Regions from separate parts of the Mus musculus genome. Here regions 2, 3 and 4 are each linked to region 1. Evidence: chromatin contacts called from public ChIA-PET and HiChIP or PLAC-seq data. All regions are on one chromosome and are shown on one strand. The core of a region is the stretch at or near the end of the contact, and the rest is flanking DNA. Distances in the headings are between cores, read along the strand shown. Region 1 has its middle 63 kb from the start of Sv2b. Region 2 has its middle 19 kb from the start of AU020206. Region 3 has its middle 22 kb from the start of AU020206. Region 4 overlaps Akap13 (A kinase (PRKA) anchor protein 13).

Region 1 (3,572 bases), core at 733-3,232:
TGTGGACAGTGGCAAGTTGTCCTTGCTCAAGCTAATAACTCCCCCAACCTTTCTCATTAAAGCAACCAAACTTAAACGCAGTAAGGAACAACCATGTTAAAACTTAAAAAGACATGGAAGTAGGAAGGGCACTTGCTGGGAAGAAGGGTGTTAACAAGAGGGTCAGGGAGAGAAGATAGGAAAACTGGGGAGGAGTTGGGAACATGGCTCGGGGAACACTGGCCTCAGAGACAGTGCTGGTGGTGCACACCCATGCAGGCAAAACACTCATACGTATGAAATAAAAATAGTAAGTGACTTTTTAAATGTCTCTCATTGTCCTGGCATTGACCTTGAAAGGCGTGTGGGAAATTGTGCTGCTAGGTCCACCCTACGCACCCCTACTCCCTGCCATCTGAGGGCTGAGGATCTTGGACCACAGCCTTCCTTCGTGCACTGAACAGCAGCTTGACTCACCTCTCTGGGACTCTTCCTTGCTTTTATTTTCTGCAATGCTTTGTGAGAAAAGTGTGTACCCCAGTGTCAAGGAAGCTTCTGGTGGGGCTCCGCTGCCAGCTCGTGGCTCCACTTCCTCAATCTCTGCGCTTCTGTTTCTCTTTTTTTTTTTTTAAACTCAAACCTGTGTGCTTCTGTGTCATTTATAAAATACTGTTTAAAATGTTTCAAGTGTAGCAACAGCTGCTACTATAAGGCTGTTACATTTAAAAAATACTAGGAACTATGTTAATCTTTGAAAACCCCAGAAGATCTGCTGGGAAAGGAAGGCAGGATGGTGTAAAGCCTGCCTCTCCAGCCTTTTCAGCGTATTGCTGTTGGATATATCACTGTCAGGGGCTTGCGACAAGCTCTTCCCTGGTTCTCCATGCTGTAGAGTGCCTGCCCCAGCAGATGGCAGAAGAGAACTGAGATGATGGAGAAGAAACCTGCCCAGGCGATTCACTCAGTCTGTGCTCTGAACACAGAACATCCTCATTCTAGTATATAATCTGAAACAGCCCTGCATAGTGATGTCATAGATTTACTAAATCGTATAAACACAGATGGGTCTGGAAGGTCTGTCAGTGACCGCTACAGTGAAATCAGTCTCTCCAGGGTTCCGGACACAGAAATGCCTACCCCAGTGTCCTCTGCCCGTAACCCCAGCTACTGTTCCCTCCTACCCTACCCTCCTTGTTAGGGTGACTAACTCGGTTTAATTTTCATGTCTCAAAGTAGATACCCAAAGGAAAACTACCTCTGATGGGACATGAAAGATTGAATTGGTATTTGCTTTCTTTTTTATTATATTTACCTCTCTCTCTCTTTCTCTCTCTCTCTCTCTCTCTCTCTCTCTCTCTGTGTGTGTGTGTGTGTGTGTGTGTGTGTGTGTGTGTGTGTTTCAAAGAAGCTAGAGTTACCTGCACAAAACCAAGCCAGTCACTAAGTACATGAATCCAAGAATGGGGTGGGCTCAGGCCCAGCACTAGCTGAGGAGATTTTGACAACTAAGGTAAGGGTTGTTACAGAAAGAGAAGTCATTTTTCCTCTGGCCCTTGCTGGGTTGCCCATATGCATACTGGTAAGACTAACTGGACTCAGTAGATTATTTAAAAGAAGGAGGAGGGGGAGGAGGAGGAGGAAGGGAAGGAGGAAGAAGAGTAGAGGGACATAAAGGGGAAGGACACGTGTGGGGGACTCTGGAGAAAGGAGTGGGGAGCAGGGCTATTATCAGACACATTGTCTAAATTATGAAATTGTCAAAGAACAAATAAAAATATATTTTTAATGAAACCACAGTCCCCGGATCTTGGCCCCTTGCTATCTATATCTGTGTGGAAGACATTTGGTCGGTTAAATCACCATCCGACTTGAAGGACTGGGCCAGGACGGGGGCACAGTTAGGAAGGAAGAGGAGGAGATGCAGCTGCTGTGAGAGTCACAGCCCTGTCTGCTGATTAGAGGATGTGGCTTTCTCACATGGACTCGCACAGCAGACAGGCTGCATGTGGTTTCCCAGGCCCACATGCTCTCTCTGCCCTTAAACAGGCTACCTCCTGGGGGCCCTCAGAGTCATCTACACCACGAACTGACAACATATGGGGCTTCTGTGAGGATTCCATGAGATCACAGATGGAAAGGGACCAGGCATGCAGTGACTCTGACTCCCATGCAACTGGGTGACAGGTGCAGGAAGATGTCATCGTTTTAGAATAACCATTAATCCAATTATTTTCTTTCCAATAATATGTAAAATATATAGTCATTGAGAAAATATATAGTCTGGAGAAACAGAGAAAATAAATGAAACTAAGATCATGTCATTCTGCTACCAGAAAGTAATAAACAGACTTGAAAAGACTTGAAGTCTGGCCATGTGATGCACTTAGGAAATTTGCATGAGTTTTCAAAAATTACTTCATCCCCAGTGTTTACTTTAGCTCTGTCATCAATAATTTGATCACCGAGCTTTGTGTCTAAAATCCAATTAAGTCTTCATTTCAGTTCCCCAGGTGTTTAGTTAGTAATAAATTCACATCATACTTAATAAGAAAAATATTTCAAATAGTTTCACACTTGGATGGATTTCCTAGGATCAGGATTGGGGAGCGCTGCCGTCAACATTAACTAGTCTTAATTAGTGGGAAACCTCACTTAGCCCCTGGAAATGTCATTTCCTCATCAATAAAGTGATGATGCTTATCTCCAATGAGACGTTGAGATTCTGAAAGGCAGTTCTCGCCATTATTACTCTGGCACAACTGGCATAAACTGAGGCTGTTCCAGGAACTTCTGGATATGGCCACCCCACCCATCTGAAAATGATCTGAACCAGATGATCTCAGAGGTTTCTTCCGGCCTCGTGTTGTCTCGCCCTGTAACAGGAATTGGGGCAGAGAACAGTTGTATCTGTTTAAACGCACTCTCTGTTCAGACACACAAAAATGTTGTCTCACCTCTGACACAGTTTCATTTATCACAGTCTATGCCATGGTAACGTCACTGATAACGCAGAACTTCCATGTGGGAGAAGAGGGAACAGATGGACTCATGCTCTCTTCTCTTCATCCCAGCAGATGATCACAGACTGTGTAATCTGCTCGTCATACTTGTTGGAAGGAGGACCCTGAGTTGTTAGAGCTTCTGGTATTGAAATCTGTGTCCAATAAACTCACTGAGATGCAGCTCTCCAGCCTCACACTCAACCTTGCTTTCTGTGGTTCGAACACTGTTGGAAACCACTGAATTCCCTCACTCATTGCTATGAGTTAATATGATGTGGGTGGGGGGAATAAAAGAAACACTAGAAGAAAAAAAAAAACGAAAGAAAAAAAGACTTGAACACAGTAAGAAGCCTGGAAACAGACTTCCATGCATGAGGGACAAGGTGGAAACCTGTGAAAGTGCCTTGGGAAAGAGCAAAATTTAAAATAGAGTGTCAAATCAGTGGCTAAACACTTGCCTGACACCCAAACGTGACCCTGGGTCCAATTCCCAGAACCACTAGGGGAAAAGTACATTTTAGCTTGGGAGTGGTGGCTCCCATCTGTAATCACAGCACTTGGAAGTAGATGCAGGAGAATCAGAATTTCGCC
Region 2 (3,572 bases), core at 524-3,023, 430 kb after region 1:
TTCGAGAGGAGGCCAATAACTCCACAAGTCTCCAAACAATAGAGTCCCAGGCTCCTGAAGCCCTGTGATGTAAAGTGAATGTATGGGAGAACATTAGGAAGTCACAACTAGCACCAAGAAGTCAGAAATATTCAAAGAAAGATGTGAGAGACCAAACTGTGGTTAACCAGACCTTCAACAACTCTCACCCTGAAGATCTGACTGACCCTTTGATGGGAACAGTGTTACTCCCTCCTTCTTGTCTTGACTTGGGGCCTTGGGACTGTTTAGATAGAGCCAGCATTCCAAGATAAGCTGCAAGATGTTTGAAGCCTGCAATCAGCATCCGCCCTAGATGTTGGTCCCTCTCTCTGTGTTTTGATCATTCCCCCTCAGCCGCTCCCTATTTTCTCTCACTGTGTGCTTATAATCAGGCTACTAGCCTCCATTAAACAGACCTTGACAACCCTTTGCTTGGTCTGGCTCCTTTCTCGCCCATTTCTTTTTCAGGCTTGGTCACCCTTGATCCCAGGAATAACTAGGTCCCGTGGGTCGGGGTAGAAAGAGATCAAAGGGGCAGCTCAGTAGGAGAGAGCTTCCCAAGCATTCAGGAGGCAGCCCTGAGTCCACTCCACCCCCAACCTCCCCCACCTCAGCTGGGAAGGGGGGTGATTTGTGAATGAACAGAAAAGTGCACCAGCCTTTGGAAGGAGGGGGCATGCATGGATCGATCCTCCTCTGGACAAAACTCCCTTTAGTCTAAGAATGGCTTGCATTGCTGTCAGTTCTCTGCAACTGGTGGCATGTTATCATGGTCCAAACATCACTAAAGGCCAAGAGTCCGGTGAAATGAATCAGCAACCAGTTGTCTGTGTTTTGTCTCAACCTATGTCAGAATTCTTCCTTGCACAACATAGACAAATGCATCTCCTTGGCCACGAGAGAGCCCCAACTTGGAACTTCCCACCAGACCTTAGGGAAGGTCCCTGAGTCCCCCTCTCTGCCCTGCCAATTAATGTAAAGGGCACCAGAACCACCAATCATTTTGTGTTTAGTTGCTGTTGCTGTAATCTGCCCTCAAAAATTGTACAAAAACCTTGTGAAAGAAAGAGAAGAGGTCGCCTCTCCTCTGAGTGCAAGATGACCCCAGAGCACTGAAACAATAAACCTCTTCCATCAAACTCTATTCACGAGTCTCATTTGGGGGTTTCCCCGCAGCTGAGGCTCACCTTGAGTCATACCTATTTGTTATGGATGCAATCACCTGTCCTATGATGTATGAAGTCATCTGCTGTCAAACTCGTGGCTGTTTCTCATTTTTCATTAGTGTAAACAGGTCAGCTCCTCTACACAGTGCACCTTAATCAGGAACTGATTGGTTCCTTGGGATAAATGCTTAGAAGTGGGAGGAAGACTGAGGGATGGGGTCCAGCACATTATGGACCCCTTTAGAGAATCCTGCCTGAGTCCAGGACCCGAAGTCTGGTGTCAGACTCAGAGACTGACAAGAAACCATTCTGTGCTCCGAGACTCCATCCAGTGTCATTGTGAAATCGTCCACTCACAAAGCTACGGACTGCAGGGAAGGATCATTAGAGACAAGCATGTGACAGACAACATCATCTATGTCATCAAATGTTTCTCCAGTTCTGCCTCACAGCCTGGTGCTGACAATACTCTCTTGGATGCAGAAAGGAATCCTACTGAATTTGAGTCTTCTGAAGCCCAGAGCTTTCTAGCCCCAGCTCCGCCCATAGGAAGTACTTCCTCACTTCTTAGCAGTTGGTCTGAAGATCATAGTCCACAGTTAGATCATAGGCCTGATGAAGACTTTCCCTTGAGGCCTGCTGTTCTCCCCCCAGAGTATTGCCTCAATCCCACTGTTAAAAACAAAGTGTTAGGGGTGTAGTCTAGGGGCTGAGCACTTCCCTAGCCTGTGTGAGACCCTAGTTTCTGTCCCCAACCCTGAAAACAAAAGCAAAATCCTTAAAGTGGGTCCAGTGCTCAAAGCTTCTAACTGCTGCCCTCAGAAGGGCCAGGAACTCAAGTCTTACAGAAAGCTTTGGAGAGAACAGAGTTGTCAGTCAACCGAAGGAAATCAATGGCGCCTGGAATGCAGGTGATGGTGGTCCAACCTAGTGATCCAAGGAGGAGCCAGCCTCCACAGGAATCCTTCCTGAAGGTTGTTTAGGCCCTAATCTTGGGCTTTGTCTCTCAGGGAATAAACTTCATCCCTTTGAAAAGGCCCCACATACTTGCATCCTACTTCCAAATAGAATCTATTCTTTTTTTTTTTTTTGGTTTTTCGAGACAGGTTTTTTTCTGTATAGTCCTGGCTGTCCTGGACCTCACTTTTTGACCAGGCAGAGAATCTATTCTTATGCTAATCACAGATGCTCCCTCTAGGTCCCAGCCTTAAGCTTTGTTTATGGGCCTATAGAACTCCTGCTTACTGTAAATGTCACAAGTACTTTACCACCTTGCTAGGGCATTTCTTTCTAGGTAGCTTTGCCTGGTTGTGGTTCGTGGAAACCCCTTCCCAAGGTTTTGCTACTCTTAAACATGTATGAAGAATGAGTCACCAAGTCAGACTCTGCAAGCTTTTTGACCTAGGGCCCGCACCTCGCACCTGGGTCTTTTCAGCCTTAGCCTTGAGGCTTTCCTGGGTGGGGGGAGGTAGGATGGGGGGGTTGTCTTTGACAAAGGTCAACTGGCTATGAGGCTAGCCTGGCTACTGTCTCAAAAATAAGCAAGCCTGGTATTAGTGGCACACACCACTAATCCCAGTACTCCAGAGGCAGAATTCTTGAGTTCGAGGCCAGCCTGGTCTACAGAATGAGTTCCCAGGGCTACACAGAGAAACTCTGTCTCAAAAATCAAACCACCACCAACCACCATCAACAACAAAAAGCAAACATTATCTGAGGGGAGATTAACTAAGACTAATATTTCTCCAAAGAGGTGTAGCCCACCCGGCAGCAGGGGGGAGGGAGGGGTTTCCTGGGATAAAGAAAGAGATCATAAGAATTTTTTTTTTTTTTTTTTTTTTTTTTTTGGTTTCTCTGTGTAGCCCTGGCTGTCCTGGAACTCACTCTGTAGACCAGGCTGGCCTCGAACTCAGAAATCTGCCTGCCTCTGCCTCCGCCTCCCAAGTGCTGGGATTAAAGGTGTGCGCCACCACTGCCCGGCCATAAGAACCTTTAAAAAATTATTTATTTGGGCTGGAGAGATGTCTCAGAAGTTAGGAGCACTGAGTACTCTTTCAGAGGTCCTGAGTTCAATTCCCAGCAACCACATGGTGGCTCACAGCGTCTGTAGTGGGATCCGATGCCCTCTTCTGGTGTGTCTGAAGAAACATGTAACCACCTGCAGCCACACTACCTGGGTTCCTGAGTGGGAGGCTGGAGCTATATGGAAGGAAACGGTGAGAGAAATAATGGAGGCCAAGACATGTTTCTGTTCAAGGCCCCACAGTTTACTAAGAGTCTGTGCTTATAAAGGAGGGAGGCTCATCTCCTGCCAATCCATTCTTGATGTCAGGCTGTATGTAGGCAATCTGCCGGATCTGCCACTGTCTCCAGAATATCTCAAGG
Region 3 (3,572 bases), core at 783-3,282, 390 kb after region 1:
AAAAGAAATACCCAGGACCTCTGGCAAAATCACAGCCATGTTTAGAGTAGAACATTCCCAGTTCCTGGAGAAGTTGAAGATAGAAGCAGATGTAATGGTTTGAGTAGGTATGGCCCCCAAAGGCTTGTGGTTGAATGCTTGGCCCATAGAAAGTGGCACTATTAGGAGGTGTGGCCTTGTTGGAATAGGTGTGGCTTGTTGGAGAAAATGTGTTACTGTTCTGGTGGGCAGGCTTTGAGGTCTCATATATATGTCCACGCTATGCTTAATGTATCACAGTCTCCTGCTGCTGCCTGCCAACCAAGATGGGGAACTCTCAGCTTCTCCAGCTCCGCTGGAACTGTAAGCCAATCCCAATTAAGTGTTCTTCTTCAGAAGAGTTGCCTTGGTCGAGAGGTCTCTTCACAGCAATGGAAACCCTAACTAAGACAGTGGGGTATGCCAGCCAGGAAGGCCTTGTAACAGGTAGGAACTGAAGGATGGATGTCAAGGCGATCCTAGCAGCTAGGTCTACTTTGATTGTTAAGTATGCACCTCAGCCACTGTGTGTGTGTGTGTGTGTGTGTGTGTGTGTGTGTGTGTGTGTGTGTGTATGTGGGTGTGTGTGGGTGTGGGTGTGGGTGTGGGTGTGGGTGTGGGGGGTGGGGTCAAACCTAACACCCTTCCTCCTACAAGTGGTTTGTTGCAGACATGAACATGGAGCATGTTGCAGACATGAACATGTTGAACATGTTGCAGACATGAACATGGAAACCTTGGTGATTCTAAATGTTCATTCTTAATAAGTAAAAACACAAGAATTTTTTATAATAGTCTGTCCCCTAATGACACCCATGTGTCTCTTGTATCTTTTTAAGTCAAAATGACCTTACAGGTAGAGCAGGTGCAAAGCATAATGCCCCTCCACTTACAATGGGTCCCAGTAACAGCCCACACTTCCCAGAAACCCCCACCCAAGAAGACAAAGGCACTACAGATCTCCACTGTCTACCTGAATGACCACAGGAGCCCACAGAGCTGCACAGTACCAGACTACATACCACGACGAAGGAAAACCAAACAGAAAGCTCCAGGCAGATTCTATGGAATTCAGAATGCCACACTTATGAAAGGTATAAGGTTGGATGAGTGGGTGATGGTGGGTGATTGAACCGACATAAAATGAACAGAAAGGCATACAAAGACGGGCTATGCTGCTGGGCCTTTGTCAATAGAATTCCAAGGGTGTGGCCCTTTCAGTGACTTGTGCCTTTCTGTCTGACTCCCCTTGGGACTACCCATTCTTAACATGTCCCTTGCTGCTGTGAAACTTTTACTGTCTGGGCAACACTGATATTCTGGACAGGTGTCAAGTGTGTCATTTTGTTGTTAAAAAAAAAAAAAAAAAAAACTTGGAGGGGGGGAGACAGCATGAGGGAAGAGTAGTCAGGGTAGTCACAGTGTTGGGTGTGAGCTCTGTGCTGGCCTCTTCTCCCTAAGAAAAGTGACATGCTGGTAGAATCCTGGAGCCCCAGCACTTGCAGGAGTAACATTCCCATCTCCCACAGACAAAGGCCATACAGTCAAAGGCTGCGCTCTGGTGCCAAGGGACCCTGGCTCTTCCTCTGTCCACCACTGTCAGGCCTGGCAATCAGCCTCAAGGCTCTGCACGAATGTCATAGGTTGCTGGTGCCAACCCATGCCTCTGGATGCTTCTCTCCACACGAGCCGCTGCCAGCTTTGGACACCAGAGCACAGGTGACGCTGGAGAACTTCATTTCCCTGCCTAGAGTTAAGGACAACTTGAGCTGCTGCCGCCCGGGGCTGGAGCTGTCAGCTTCTGGCCCAGGCAGGAGGAACCATGCAGTGTGTGGGATAAAAAAGAGAGAGAAGATGAAAGCCCACACTGCCCTCACAGCCTGGCTAGGCATGAACCACCACTGTAAGCTCTGAGCAAATTCTTATGAAAAGACTGCTTGAGACAGGGTCTCTTTCAGCATCTTCTGTGGTGGCCCCTGAAGACTGAACCACAGGCACAAGCCACTTCTCTCAGCTTCAAGGCTCTGAGCTCACACCTCTTGCCCTGCCTGCACCACACACATCACACACAGCCTGACACAGCTGTGGTCTAGAATGAAAGGAGAAGCAGGGCTTGGTAATGCACAGATTTCCAATTCAGGTTAGCAAACGTTCCTGCCTGCAAGGGGAGCAAGGCAAGCTAACACTCATCCCTGAGCTCACAGGGCAGGGCATTCGCACTTCCAGGACCTATAACACAAACAGGTGGACAGCCTAGCTTCCATCTGCTACTGCGTCAAGATCAGCTGTGCTGTGCTAGCCTCTCCTGGGCATGCCCATGACATCATACCCCATATAGATCAGTGAGGACACAAGTGAGTTCTCCACACCGGCTCACCTCCCCAGCTTGCCTGCACACAAAGTTAGGAAGGAAGGGAGTAAGAAATGCCTTAGAATGGGCAAAAGAGCACAGACTTTGTTTTTTCCACACAGGGCTTCACTGTGCAGCTCAGGCAAGCCTCAAACATGCAATCCTCAGCCTGTAGCTACTGAGATAACAGGCATGTGAAACCACACCCAGCTCTACCCCAACCCTATGCACTCAGCACCTGACAACCCCACATTAGCCTCCATAATTGATAACCAAGTTTCAGGCTGACAATAGTGGGAACTGGGAGTTTCACACACAGATGGACACCATCAAGACTGGTACTTTCTCCACTATAGAAGGGAAATCCTGGAACAGTTCAGAACATGGACTTCGCCCAGTCTTTCCCAGGACAGCAGCTCTGCCTTCTCGGGGACAGAACATGGCAGGAGAAAAAAGCTTAAGGTCTCTGAAATCCAAGCAAGGATAAAGCAATATTACAAAGGACCCAGCAGGGAGTCCTGGTCAGAAAGGGGCCAACGGGTCAGTGCCAAGTGACCGAGCCATGCTGTGCTTACAAATTTTTAAAGAAAGACCGGGCACGGTGGTACACACCTTTAATTCCAACACTAGACACTGAGGGAGGTGGAGGTCTGTGAGTTCGAGGCCATCCTGGTCTACAAACTGAGTGCGGGAAAGGCAAGGGCTCTGATACACAGAGGAACTCTGTCTCAAGAAAAAAAAAGAAGGAAAAAAAAGGAAAGAAAGAAAAAATGAAGAGGGTGTAGAGAGATGGCTCAGTGGCTAAGAGCAATGTCTGCTCTTCCAGAGGTCCTGAGTTCAGTTCCCAGCAACCACATGGTGGATCACAACCATCTATACTGGGATGGGATGCCCTCTTCTGGCATGGAGGTGTACATGCATACAGAGAAATCAATAAGCATAAAATAAGGAAATAAATCTTTGAAAATAAACAAATGAGAACGTAACAGGTTCATTGCTAATTCTTCACGAGTGGCCTCGTCCTTTGCTCCCCTTGCCCCGCCCACCGTCCCTCCTGCTGCTCCACCCTCTCCTTCAGGTGCTGGCCCACACACACACACAGGGAAAAGTAACTGTGGAAGGAAGATCTAACACTGGCTTTCTCTCCACTCCCCACCCCCAGTGCCACCATTCCTGGGCATTTCATGTACAAGTCTTAATCCTG
Region 4 (3,572 bases), core at 691-3,190, 300 kb after region 1:
CACGGTGTCACATGCCTGTGACCCAGCACTCAGGAGGCTAGGGTAGAAGGACTGTGAGCTGGATGTAGAAATTCAGCCAAGTCTCACAGGATTGAAGAAGGGAAGATTTGCCTTTAAAGCTATATAGGAAGAGAAAAACCAATGTTTTTTTTGTTTTACCTGCCTGCCTTCCTCGCTCTTTCCCTTCCTTCTGTTCCTAAACCCATCACAAATGCATTTTTTAAATTACACTTTTAGGAGGGATATGGGCCTCACTGCTCATGGAGAAGTCAGGTTAAAGATTCTAGCCCTAAAGTTAGCTCATAATGCCTGGAGCTGCATAATAAATAGTTTTAAAATTATCAAGCAATTATGTGTGCTTGTCTAACTAATAGTAAAAAGATTTTTTAGATTTATTTTTATGTTTAAGTATGTGTCTGGGGGTGCGCATGGAGGCAGAAGCAGGCGTTGAGTCCCTTAGAGCTGGCATTACATATTGTATAAGCTACCAACATTCATTCTGAGAAATGGACTTAGGTTCTTAGGAAGAGCAACAGACATTCTTAACTAACTGCTGAGCCGTCTCTCCAGCTTAACTTCTGTTTTTTAAGTTGAATAATTTTCCTTCAGGAAATACTTGCTTGCCTATCTCTTAGATATATAGCATGTGAACAGTTTGTTACTGGTATTACACCCTCTCTGTGCAGAAGAAAATTTATAAAAAGGACCTTTGCTAGATACTGCACATTTTTTCCCAGGGAGAATAGACAACAACTGTTTTTAAAGCTGAAGCCTGTAACTCAGACAAACTTCCACCTACATTGTAAACTCTTCAGTGCTTTAGAGAAAAGCCAGGCAGGGTGAATGAACTTTCACCTCCTCATGAGTGCGTGGGAATGTCCAGATGGCCTGGGACCAGGTCAGGGTGGGGGTGGGGATGACCAAGAGTCCTTGGAATAACTGAGTTTCCTAGTGTTGATAAAATTAAAGCCTACTTAATAATATTGACAAGTCACTCATTCACCTGAATATTTCTATATATGTTTATCTCATTTCATAAGTCCAGCAACCAGATTTTTTTTTTTTTTTTGTCCCTCATACCATACAAGTAACAGAGGTTTTGATTGGTGTGCTGGCTACTTTTATGTCAACTTGATCCAGACTAGAGTCATTTGAATAGAGAAGATTAGCATGGCCCCTGCAGAAGGATTTGTGAAGTGTTCCATATTTTTCCAGGGTGGGAGTGGGGGAGCGCCCTCTTAGAGGAAAGGGGGGGGGAGGGATGGGATAGAAGGGTTCCAGAGTGGCTAAGACAATTCTTCATTTTCTTGATTGGTGATTGATGGGGTAGGGCCCAGCTCACTGTAGGTGGGGCCACTCCTGGGCTGGCAATCCTTGGTGTAAGAAGGCAGTCTGAGCAAGCCGTGTTGAGCAGAGCCTGTAGGCCTCTTCCATGGCCTCTGTATCTGCTCCTGTCTCTGGGTCCCTGCCCTGTTTTGAGTTCCCACCTTGACTTCTCTCAGTGTTGGACTGTCATACAGATATAGAGTAAAATAAAGTCTTTTCTCCCCAAGTTCCTTTCGGTCATGATATTCTATCAAAGCAATAGAAACCCTAAGACAACTGGTAAACAATTTTGTGTAAAATAACTGAGTGACTGAGAAAAACTAAGATTTGCATCGAGGCCTGACTCTTAACATCTCTTCCCTATCTTGTTGCTTTACTTTCAGTTTCTTCAGCATGGCTCTAAAAACCAGCTGGTAGACAGACCCTCGATTCTGCTTTCCTAAAGTCATTCTTACAGTGTGTGCTGTGCAGCGTCAGTTACTTGGTGTCTTCCCAGGGCCTTAAGTTCTTCTCTTTCAGTCTTCTGGGGTTTGGAGGGAATCTTTAGGCGAGCCATTGCCACATGCTTTCCTGTGAACTGTGAGTGGTGCGTTAGCTCACTTCCTGTAGCCATGGATTTATCTTTAGCCCTTCCGAGGTCTCAGTAACAACACGAGCCTCCTGGGAAATGTGACTCTTTGGTGAGTGTTGAGGGCTTTATGTTTATTCTTACAAATATTTGCCTGTTCCTAGGGTCATTTTTAGATCAGCAGCATAAATTTATACTTTGTTTTTAAACTGAGATGAAATCCTGCAATTCTTTTTGGAACTATCTGAGAAAGAAAGTATGTAATCATAAAATAATAACTGATTCAGGACTTAAGATTCTTAGGTAGAATACATAAAAACATAACATGACTTGGGGCATGTCGTGAGTGTTTAAAATATTAGTTGTTTTTCAAGGCAGTAGTATGTCTTATGTATAATATAAATAATAAATACTAGCTGAATAAATGAAAGGCTATTTATTGGCAGTATTAAACATGATTCCTTTAGCTATAGTAACTGTATAAAATTTGTGGTAGTTTTGTCTTTGTTGTGTTTAGCAATATAGTGTTTATCTTTCTATAGATACAGATATAGATAGTATAACTTTCTAAGAGAACTAAACAGGTATTTCCCCCTAAATACTGTTATAAAAGTACAGGAAAAAAAAAAGGACTGTTGAATTTTGCACAGAGCACCCATCCATTTATCTTCCAGCCGCCATCATTTTTATTATGTTTACTTACTACATAAGTGTGTTCTCTTTACCCCATCTTCCTAAACTTGATGATAGATTTCAAAACAAATTACAGATATTTCCGTACACAGGTGTAAATTCTTAGAATCAGTATTCTTCTAAGGTTGATGAATTTGAGGGAGACACACTATATATAAATATATGTATAACTTGTGTATATAAACCCTAAAAATTCATTTGTTTCTGGTTTTTCAAGACAGAGCCATTTTGTGTAGCCTATACTAGAATCTGCTCTGTAGACAAGTCTGTCTTAGAACTCACAGAGATTCACCTGCTTCCTCCGCCTCTAGTTGCTAGAAGTGCTGGAATTAAAGGCATGCACTGCCACTGTCTGGCTTTGGTTGATGGTTGGTTGGTTGGTTGGTTAGTCAGTCGGCTTTTTAAGGCAGGGTTTTTCTGGGTAGACCAGACTGTTCTGGAACTTGTTCTGTAGACAAGGCTGACCTCAAAATCTGCCTTCTTCTACCTTCCGAGTGCTCAAATTAACCACGCGCACCACCACCACCTAGCTTGGTCGTTTTTGATAAACACACCCACTACCTTTGTAACCTGGAGCTGCATGAACACATAGGCTATATAAGTATAACCATGGAAAGTCTCTTTACAAGGCATCCCTTCTCAATGACCAACCCATCAGAAGGAACAAAAAATATTCCCCATCAAAGATTTTTCTCTGATTGAGATTCTCATATAAATGGCATATATAATGTCACATAGATGGCATATAAATCTGAAGAATAGTGTTTCTCCTTTACAGCCCTGGGAGTGAGGTTTGGAATTTGTAGTCATCCAAGAGACAAGCTGTCTCACAGACTGGCCGTGTGTCTCTCTCTCTCTCTCTCTCTCTCTCTCTCTCTCTCTCTCTCTCTCTCTCTCTCTCGTATTCTCACTAGTGATGTATGAGAATCTCAGTTATTCTACATCCTTAGTAACAAACAGTTGTTTCCACTGTTACTGTTTCTGG

The links. HiChIP or PLAC-seq counts read pairs in DNA pulled down with a chosen protein or histone mark. ChIA-PET counts read pairs in DNA pulled down with a chosen protein or histone mark.
Region 2: a contact with region 1 is called in an H3K27ac HiChIP or PLAC-seq map of T-cell acute lymphoblastic leukemia, with 3 times the contacts expected there. The contact joins two enhancer-like sites. A contact is called at or near these places in 2 of 484 Hi-C or Micro-C datasets (CD8 T cells and natural killer cells) and 8 of 115 datasets of contacts at active chromatin or transcription factors (CD8 T cells, T-cell acute lymphoblastic leukemia, extraembryonic endoderm stem cells and 4 more).
Region 3: a contact with region 1 is called in an RNA polymerase II ChIA-PET map of memory CD8 T cells, with 10 read pairs. The contact joins two enhancer-like sites. A contact is called at or near these places in 5 of 39 promoter capture datasets (the C10 cell line, cranial neural crest, hippocampal neurons and 2 more), 1 of 15 datasets of contacts at CTCF or cohesin (large pre-B cells), 2 of 484 Hi-C or Micro-C datasets (the AML12 cell line and bone marrow-derived macrophages) and 10 of 115 datasets of contacts at active chromatin or transcription factors (the 230-238 cell line, T-cell acute lymphoblastic leukemia, cardiomyocytes and 5 more).
Region 4: a contact with region 1 is called in a RAD21 HiChIP or PLAC-seq map of pro-B cells, with 8 times the contacts expected there. The contact joins two enhancer-like sites. A contact is called at or near these places in 15 of 39 promoter capture datasets (the 3T3-L1 cell line, 3T3-L1-derived adipocytes, the C10 cell line and 8 more), 2 of 15 datasets of contacts at CTCF or cohesin (the NIH/3T3 cell line and pro-B cells), 4 of 484 Hi-C or Micro-C datasets (CD8 T cells, bone marrow-derived macrophages and natural killer cells) and 15 of 115 datasets of contacts at active chromatin or transcription factors (the 230-238 cell line, CD8 T cells, DN3 thymocytes and 11 more).

What each region holds. Positions count from the first base shown.
Region 1 is chr7:75,370,214-75,373,785 of GRCm38.p6, forward strand. No RefSeq gene overlaps it. Among named protein-coding and RNA genes, the nearest start is that of Sv2b, 63 kb to the left of the region's middle. Within about 2 kb of position 1,983, at least 149 of the 459 cell types and tissues checked have an H3K27ac peak or open chromatin away from gene starts, as enhancers often do. A contact at or near this core is called in the 230-238 cell line, CD8 T cells, T-cell acute lymphoblastic leukemia and 7 more, where this site is marked.
Region 2 is chr7:75,799,503-75,803,074 of GRCm38.p6, forward strand. No RefSeq gene overlaps it. Among named protein-coding and RNA genes, the nearest start is that of AU020206, 19 kb to the left of the region's middle. Within about 2 kb of position 1,774, at least 47 of the 459 cell types and tissues checked have an H3K27ac peak or open chromatin away from gene starts, as enhancers often do. A contact at or near this core is called in CD8 T cells, T-cell acute lymphoblastic leukemia, memory CD8 T cells and 1 more, where this site is marked.
Region 3 is chr7:75,758,564-75,762,135 of GRCm38.p6, forward strand. No RefSeq gene overlaps it. Among named protein-coding and RNA genes, the nearest start is that of AU020206, 22 kb to the right of the region's middle. Within about 2 kb of position 2,033, at least 27 of the 459 cell types and tissues checked have an H3K27ac peak or open chromatin away from gene starts, as enhancers often do. A contact at or near this core is called in memory CD8 T cells, where this site is marked.
Region 4 is chr7:75,667,746-75,671,317 of GRCm38.p6, forward strand. The region is part of intron 10 of Akap13 (A kinase (PRKA) anchor protein 13); the gene reads left to right. Among named protein-coding and RNA genes, the nearest start is that of AU020206, 110 kb to the right of the region's middle. Within about 2 kb of position 1,941, at least 106 of the 459 cell types and tissues checked have an H3K27ac peak or open chromatin away from gene starts, as enhancers often do. A contact at or near this core is called in the 230-238 cell line, CD8 T cells, T-cell acute lymphoblastic leukemia and 7 more, where this site is marked.